Regions from separate parts of the Arabidopsis thaliana genome. Here region 2 is linked to region 1. The links are chromatin contacts, called in public ChIA-PET maps. All regions are on one chromosome and are shown on one strand. The core of a region is the stretch at or near the end of the contact, and the rest is flanking DNA. Distances in the headings are between cores, read along the strand shown. Region 1 holds the start of AT5G43140 (Peroxisomal membrane 22 kDa (Mpv17/PMP22) family protein). Region 2 holds the start of SPL2 (squamosa promoter binding protein-like 2).

Region 1 (4,559 bases), core at 1,501-4,000:
TTAGTTGGAATTAAGAACCCAGTTCAAAAAGCAAAACCTTCATTAAAATAGTAGAAAACAGAACAAAGAGAATAACTTTGGTTCCCTCGGACAAAGATAAAGAGCTTCAACCTTATATATAGGAAAAGATAACTCCCAAACGAAAAAGGGAAAGAAAATAGAAATTCTAATTAGAATTGGACTAAACTTTTCGTATCTTATTATAATTATAATGGGAAATAAGATTAAATCGTATCAGTTGGTGTACTTGAACTAGTCCTACTCTGCAGACATTGACCACAAACGCTGGACGTATAAATTTAGCACCGTTTTAACATGTAAATGTGGGACAAACGCAAGTCAGTAAACTCATATGATTAGATCATCCCAGGCATAAGTCTGATAACCTTTGGAAAGGAATAATAATCTGCTAAGATTGGTATTCTGTAAGAAAGTAAATCTCGACTTTTTGGTAGTGATCAAAATAGAGGAAAATAAAGAGTTTTTCCCTAATTCAATATGTTGTATCTAATTTATGAAGCTAAAATATATATTCTAAACATCATTTGACTTATCAACAGTTCTACTTCATGTCAGACCATTCTATGTGCATTCAAGCTAATAAAAAACAATAGTCTTTTGATCCAGCTAAATTCAAAGAGCAAATGTAAAAAAAGAGTAAAAATGTAAAGCACTAGCAAGCAGAACTTTTAGACAAACAATTCCAACATGATTCCACTTACAAACTAATACCCTAGGTTGGTTGTCTGGTTTTAGTCACAACATGGCACAATATATGCAAAATGGTAATACCTGCTGGAGTTTACTAACTGCCATCCTGAGCATCTGATCGCCCACAATATCTTTCATATGTCGTGTGAACCCCTCTTTGGGGATTTCATTTTTCTGCAAAAAAAAGTAGCAGAAGGAAAGAAATGATAATACAATAGCTTTGGAACAGAATGTCAAATGATTTCACAGATAGACATACCTTAAGTCTAGCATATAGGGTACGGAGCTGCAGTGCTCTATCTTTATCGAGTTGGTTCATTAAAGTAGGAAGCAAAGCAGCAAATGGTACTTGCTTAGGGTTGCGGTTTATAGGGTTAACATTCATAGGGTTAACAGGCGGTTCCACTCCCCGAGCCTGTTGACTACTCATCTTTTGCAGTTTCATATACTGAGATTCACTCTCTTGATTATGGGATCTATCTGATTCATTACCAGTAGGATTCTTTTCACTAATCGGTAACCCAGTTGATTGGGGGACCTGCGAGGGATTCTCCCAGAGTTGACCAGCTCGATGAAGGTCTTGAGGCTGGTTGTGTTGTAAATGAGGTTCATTTGCGCGTTTCAAATCATGTTGATGTTGATTTTCTAAAGTCGATCCTTCTTGCTCCTTCATCTGAGTACTTTCAAGGCTATGCTGAGTCTGGACATTGATATTAGAATCTCCAATACCATTCTTCCATGTCGAAAACTGCTGCCTGGAAGAATGGTTGTTTCCTATAAAAATAATAGAAGCAATTGGTTGATGATACTCAAATCACAAGTTAAACTGGAGGAAAAATCATATAATACCCAAAAAAGGACAAAAGACAGGATTTTGTTGTAGCAGATTATGCACACAAAATGCATACTCAGTAGCTCTCATACACCTATCCACAAATCACAACCTATTTGTATTTCAATATTTAATGGTGTAGTCAGAGGAAAGAGATCACTTCCAGCACCAGAGACAGAAAATAATGATTTAAGGAGACACGTAATCATCGTCAAGATTGCAGTGAACCAAGAACAAAGCCTAACACTAAAATAGTATCAGCATCACCAACCTATGTCTACCCTGGCTAATAAATCCCATCACACTGATCAATTTTAATGACTCAACAATCAACTAGTACAGGCTATATTGGCAATGACAAAGCTTATCCCGATATTAACATACAGAAACCCTAACAAACTAATATTTCATGACCTTAACTATTGCTTTAATACAGGACTGAAACTTCCAAACATGTCACTAGATTAGCAAGGTTTACAATATAGCCTAACCAAGGCATCTTCTTAAGTTATCCATGTTCCAAGAGTAATAACCTATCTGAGAAAACTGTATATATTAAAAACAAGCACAACTTTGCTAACATGTCAAAGCTTCCCAAAGCAGCCAATCCAAGATAAAACCAAAAGATACTATCTTTATATTAACTAATAGTACCACAAAAATTAAAATCTCAGACATAAAATTTAAGAGCGAATTTGTAGAGAAACCAAACCTGGGTTTGTCACGTGGGGTATTGAAGTTGTCATAGAACCTTCAATATCACGATTCAGAGCAGCTTGGAACGCGTCTACGTCAGCTCCTGAATGCATCGATTCATCCTAAAATAATACAATTCGACCGGAATCAAAAACCACGAAGACGATTCCAGATACATCACACAAAATTGGATTTTGAAACGAGTGAGATTAGAAACCTAACCTCATCTTCTTCAAGGAGCTTGAAAATTGAAGGATCCATTGAAATAGCTGGGGAAGGCAAAGAGAGAAAGAGAGCTCTCGGCGTAGATGAATTAATAGGAAACAGATGTTATAAGATTAGTCCTAAACTAACCTCATGTCGTTTATTAGCTTTGTTTTAGCACTGTATGTCGTTTTTAATTTTGATCGAAAAAAAACGATACCGTTTGTTATGGATGAGTAACCTCATGTTGTTTATTGGTGTTCTTTTAAAAACTGCATGACGTTTAATGGAATACGAAAAACGCTGTCGTTTGCTTTATTGCGTGGAGAGATATATCAAACTTTATGTCGTTTATTGGTTTTGGTTAAGCACTGTTTGTTGTTTGCGTGTATTGAGACTAAAAGTTCTGGTACAGAGAGAGAGATACATCAAAAGTACAGTGTAAGCTGCCGCCATTAACGAAGCATCGGCGAAAAAAGAAGATGAATATCGTTGGATTGAGCAAACGTTTCTTCTCCGATCGTCGCTCTCTTCACGGGATCAACAATGCTCTCTTGAAAACAGTGTTCACCGGTCGGAAACCGATTCTCGGATTCTCCGGCCGATCGATTCACGAGCTACGCAAAACTGGGAATTTCGTAATCCCTCGTGTTTTCTCCGTGTCGCGAAATCTAACGACGAAGGCTTCGTCTTCTTCTTCGAAACAACCTGCGTTTCTACGATGGTATTTGAGAAAGCTCGAATCACATCCTTTTATGACTAAGAGTATCACTACTTCTGTCATCTATATGGCTGCAGATCTCACTTCTCAGGTTTTTTTTTGAATCTTTGTAGTTTTTGGAATTTAGGGTTCTTTCTCATTTCATTACTAATTAGAGAATTTTGTTAAAGTTTTGAATTTTATCTCTTGATTTAGGAAGAAAAGACTAATCTTCATTTGTTATTATACCAAGACAATTCCAAATTTGATTTGAAACTAGATCATAATCTTACTAGTGGAAGAAGTTATAATACTTTAGTAAAGAATAGGTGGAGATAGCACTAAAAGTTGGTGTTTTTTAATGAATTGTTATTCTCATATTTTTGGTTTAGTCTGTGTTCTCAACTGTTGTTCTTTGATGTGTGAGACTGTACTTACAGTGTTTACTGAATCTGTATATTGTACTCTTGTGAATTTGAAGTCTTTCTGTACTGAATAATGGATGAATTTAGTATTGGTTTGATTACTCAGAAAACTCACACTCCAATCCGAATAGTCTAATCTTCTTGTTATTATCTCTTGTGAATACTTATTGCTAAGGTGAAAAAAGCTTTAGGTGTGTGTGTTGGGGTTCTTGTAAACTCTGTTTTTCTTCTTGTCATTAGTGGATTTCTCTTTTGAGTCTTTTTATGATCATGTTGTGGTGCTCTTCCCCCAGTAATATGTTAGAGCGAAACTAGAGAACCTTTTGTTTTGTTTTATTTGTGTTGACTCTCTAAATTCTTCAACAGATGATCACAATGGAGCCAACTGGTTCTTTTGACTTGATAAGAACAGCGAGAATGGCGAGCTTTGGGTTGATATTTCTCGGGCCGTCTCAGCATCTGTGGTTCAGTTATCTTTCGAAGATATTGCCAAAGCGCGACGTGTTGACAACCTTTAAGAAAATAATGATGGGGCAGGTTCTTTTCGGACCTGTTAGCAACACAGTCTTCTATTCCTACAATGCTGCTTTACAAGGTACATAACATAATCAAACCTCTATGGATTGAACGGATTTAGCTTTTTACGGTTTCTCTGCCTGTAAATTTATGGTGCTCATTATGAGATTGGTTCTGGCACGTTGTTGGTCCTTTTTAAGGCGAAAATTCTGAGGAAATTGTGGCGAGATTGAAGAGAGATCTTCTGCCAACATTGAAAAATGGACTTATGTATTGGCCGGTCTGTGATTTTGTTACATTCAAGTATGTGCCAGTTCATCTACAGGTAAACCAAATATCTATCTTATTACTTTCTCTATTGTTTGGGATGTTTGAAGACACTTCTTAACTTCAACTTGTAATCTTCTGGTTGCAGCCACTGATGAATAGCTCGTGCGCATATATATGGACAATCTATTTGACATATATGGCAAAC
Region 2 (4,559 bases), core at 1,101-3,600, 42 kb after region 1:
ACGCCACTCACAACGACTTTAGGAAACTTTGAATGATTTTCACAAATCCTATGTTTCCGATGATAGTCTTTAGCTGATGAAAGATCAAGATTACAGCCTTCAACTTGACAGTGAGGAGTTTGTAACCTCTGAGGAATGGATTTCGATTTCTTCACGGGAGAAACAGAAGATGAAGCCAGAGTCACTGGAAGTCCCAAACCTTTAGCATTCTCCACTTCCCAAAAGTCTTCAAAGTACGTTCGTTTACCAAGCTTTAAACCGAGAACCGGATCACCAGAGCCAAAAGAAAGTTCAAGACTTGGAGAAGTATCAATCCCCTTTGCAAATTCTCCAGGAAGACTTTCACCAGTTTCGGATGTAAAATTGTGTGTTCTTACTTCAGCTGATGAAGAGCTAATGGAAGTTGACTTTGAGCTTTTAGAGAAAGCATGAGCTATATCAGAACCTGAACTACCAGCATAGGCAAAGCTTGAAGAATACAGAGAGGTGCAATCAAATCCATCAATTTCCCACTCCATTGGTTTTAGCTTTCTAGGAACTTCAGCTGTAGAAGTGCCAAAAGATATCAAGTTTTCCAATTCCCATTGAAACGGTGGCTTTGCATTACACTCCATCAGACACTGACCACCAAAATCTGAAAAACATTCAAATATCACACAGAGTAAATCAAAACTTGAACTTTTGCTTACAAGAAAATAGAGAAAAGATCAAAATGTTTTTCTATGTAAACTATCAAACATATGAAGAACCGAAAATGGATATTTGTTAGAAAGCTACTTATGTATGAAAGAGCATATATATTTCAGTCTTATAGATGCTAATGACAATCTACAAAATTAAATCTGTTCTCCTTCTATAACTCTGCTAGAAACCAGACAATGATATCTCAAGGCCAAACTAAAACCAGAGCAAAAATGATCTCTCAAGAAAAAAGGCAAAATTGTGCTTAGTCATGAAGCAAAGCGTTTTGGCATGAATAGGCATGTAAGGTTGCATATTAAAGTGTCTGAGAGAAACTATCATGTGTTCCCTATATTAAAACCCTCTGCTTATTCATGCCAAATCTACTCTTCACTCTAGGTTCTGTAATTTGCTCAAATCTCTATACTCTTCATCCTTTTGTTTTTGAAGACATAAAGGAGAGATTTGCTTTCTGATCAATAAATAACCATATAATTTTCATAAAAGTTACCAAAAACAGATCTCTAAGAAGCTTTCTCTCTTCCACTATTCACTAACAGAACCATAGTTTTCTACAAGCAAAGTTAAGGGTAATAAAAGTACTCACATAAAACTTCAACCTAGGAGAAAATCCTCATTTATCTTCTCTGTTATTTGCAGACATAAAAGGACAAAATCAGCAACAACATACCTCAAAACTTATGGATCCCAGAGGAAGAAGAAATTGTTCTGTTTTTTTTTTTTTTTTTTTAAGTTTACGAGTAAGTTTCAATCACAATTTTCATCCACATTTATAGCAAGACCAACAAAAAAGATACCCTCTCTCATTCTTTCATCAGAAAACTTTTTTTTTGGCTCACCAATAATTCACATTCATTAGAGATTGTGGGGGCAAAACCCTTCAAGAAAGTAGGACCCTCTCTTCACACCATTTCATTATCAAAAGCTGTTTACAGATGTAAGATTAAACTTCTCATCTGTCAAAATCATCCCTTTAATATTACATTCCGTAACATTTCTCTCTACTTTTTGCCTAACACATCTACCAAAATCAGTAATTTACAAAAACCCAAAAGAGATGATGAACCAAACCCACTAAAGTTTTCATCTTTTATTTTGGGAATAAGATCCATAGGACTAATGAAAAAGAGCAACATTTGTTTTAACCTTGTAGAGTAAGTTGGTATTAGGGTTTCTTTCACTTTTACTCATTATCTCTGATTATGATGTTATTTTTGTATGTGAGTGAGTGACAATACAAATGGAAATAGAGAGAGAGAAAAGAGTAAAGTAGCAAAATCTCAGCCGCAAATGGATGTCTCACCATTTATGGTAATATTATCACAAACTTTTTTTGTTGCTAAGTAAATACCAAAAATCTCAACTTTAAGCTATAAGATTTGCAAGAACCAAAATCTATTATTCAGAAATAAAAGATGGGTACCTGTAAATTAGAGAAGGATCTCGTCTTCAATAGAGTAAAGCTTCCATTTTTGGCTTAGCATAAGAGAGAAGAGATACAAAGAGAAAGGAGAAGAAAGAGAGAGAGAGAGAGAGAGAGAGAGAGAGCATGTGGTGTGTGCGACGCTAAGTACCAAGTTGGGAGATGTGGAGGGGTCAAACTACTTTCATCAGCTTCCACTTTTTTGGACGATTCATTTCATTACCGAGGAAAAAGCAAATATTTATTATTTATAAGAAAATATTATAAATTAAAACAAAAAGAAAAAAAAAAAAATTGAATATGAAGAGTTAAAATATGAAAAAAGTGGATTTTCGTAAGATCAAATAGCGTCAAAATCAAGACAACCCATGCTTTAGTATATGTTTTAGTTTAATTTAATACAAGCTCGTAGCTTAAGAGCAAGTTCTTAAACTGATTTAGATAAGTTAATTTTATAGTATTTATCACAAAAATGAAAAGTTGGTTGGAGTTATCATTGTGCTGGAGGACAACCGTTCAGCAGGTATGGCTCAATTATATTATTGAAAAATTAGATCCAATGGCAAATATTTTAAATTAAGGGTGTGGTCATATGTTTTAAATTGGTCATATGATCTTCTATATAATATACACAACTATGATATATTTATTTTGGTATATAATTTTTTTTTTTTCCATTTTCTTGTCTCTCTTCTTTCTTCTTTAAATAAATAAGATAATAGTACTTCTTTTTGCTTCCTCTCACATCTTTTGGCTTTGATTTTTAAAGAAAAATGATTCAATTTACCTAACAGAATTTTCGATTTTCCAGGTTCTAATTTTTGAATAACAAAACATTGTATTTGAGAAATGAAAAAGTTTACAGAAAAAAATACATTATTATTTTGTTATAATTACCAATATATTGTTATATATAGACAACTATAATAGATAATTCTTTCAATACTTTAAAAAGCAGTATAAGAAGTTGTTTAACCTCTAAACACCTATCTTAGATCGCATAAATTACTTTTTAAGCGTTGGAGTTAAGTTTCTTGTTAGGATATTGAGTTATGCGGTTCCAACCGGTTTTGAACTTAAACGTTCCTAAACATTCATAGCAGTTCTACCAGTGCACTCACTGTAAATCAGATGCATGGTTCAAGTGAGATATTTCTGTTAGGTTATTACAACCTATGCATCCTAATATTTGTAAAAGAATATATGAATTTAAACATAACTTTTTTTTTTTATTTTAACTCAATTTTCTTACATCCCGAAATTAGTTATAGGGTGTCAATGGTGGACATGATCATGGACATATAGAGAAGGGAGAGGATTTTGTGTTAAATTGGTGGAAAGATTTCTGCTACTAAATTGAAAAAAGAAAAATCCTACTATATTATTTGGGAAGTACATTTTAAATGTAACCTTAATTTTTGTAAGTAATTACATAGGTATGCCATTAAAAACAAAAAATTAAAGAGTAAATTAATTTATCTCTTTAAGGATTAAAAAGTCAAATACTAATTTAATTAATTAAATTTAATTAAAAAATAAAATACATTATTAATTTCCAAAAATAATAACCAATCAAAATCAACATATAAGATTTGATGTATAAATTTCAATTAATTTAATTTAATTAGAAAAACGAAATACATTATTAATTTCCGAAAAAGTAACCAATTAAAATCAACAAATTAGATTTGATATCTAAATTATCATATTAATTTTTTATTAATTAGTATAGTTCACTTCTCATCTTTATATGATTCTATTTTTTCGAAAAAATAAAATCATCATTATAAAAAAAGAATTAGACTTTTTCGCATATGCCATAATTTGAATTTTTAAAAACGAATATAAATTGTTCAATACATGAAAAAATATTATAACGGGTGAAAAATAGATTTAAGAAAACTTTCTACTGAGTAACAGGTCATAATTTGAAATATTTATATTCAATTTCATACATATTATATTGAAAATTTATAATCTTATATACTACAATAATTAATAACATATTAGATTTTTTTTATGTGTATGATGTGATTCAATTTTTAATACAAGCTGGAAAATCCTAGAATTGACGGGTTTAGATCGATATTAATACAAGATGGTATACTACAGGTGAAACTCTTAAATTAACAATCAAACTACAAGTGTATAATCTTAAACACTAAACAATATAGATAATATCAACAAAACATATACAACTCACTGTTTACTATACATTTAAAATCAAATAAAATAATATCATATATTTTTAAATCATCTTTACAGTAAAAGTTTTTAGTTTAACTAAAATATAAGCCTACATGCGGTATACTGCAGGTTAATATCTAGATTATAGGGCTTATTGGATCTAAAAACGGGTCATCAAAGATTTCCTAAACTGAAGCAAAATATACTGAATATTTGAATATCTATCTGTTACCAAATTATAAACAAA

What was found. ChIA-PET counts read pairs in DNA pulled down with a chosen protein or histone mark.
Region 2: a contact with region 1 is called in an H3K4me3 ChIA-PET map of shoot, with 11 read pairs. The contact joins the promoter of SPL2 here to the promoter of AT5G43140 in region 1. A contact is called at or near these places in 1 of 26 Hi-C or Micro-C datasets (leaf) and 1 of 2 datasets of contacts at active chromatin or transcription factors (shoot).

What each region holds. Positions count from the first base shown.
Region 1 is chr5:17,318,645-17,323,203 of TAIR10.1, forward strand. AT5G43140 (Peroxisomal membrane 22 kDa (Mpv17/PMP22) family protein) reads left to right here and starts at 2,751. Exons shown (of 4, transcript NM_123680.4): 1 at 2,751-3,255; 2 at 3,935-4,163; 3 at 4,285-4,409; 4 at 4,500-4,559. The coding sequence starts at 2,926. TAF4 (TBP-associated factor 4) reads right to left here and starts at 2,587. Exons shown (of 15, transcript NM_123679.4): 1 at 2,462-2,587; 2 at 2,256-2,361; 3 at 971-1,485; 4 at 793-885. The coding sequence starts at 2,500.
Region 2 is chr5:17,361,530-17,366,088 of TAIR10.1, forward strand. SPL2 (squamosa promoter binding protein-like 2) reads right to left here and starts at 2,351. Exons shown (of 5, transcript NM_123693.6): 1 at 2,126-2,351; 2 at 1-634. The coding sequence starts at 614.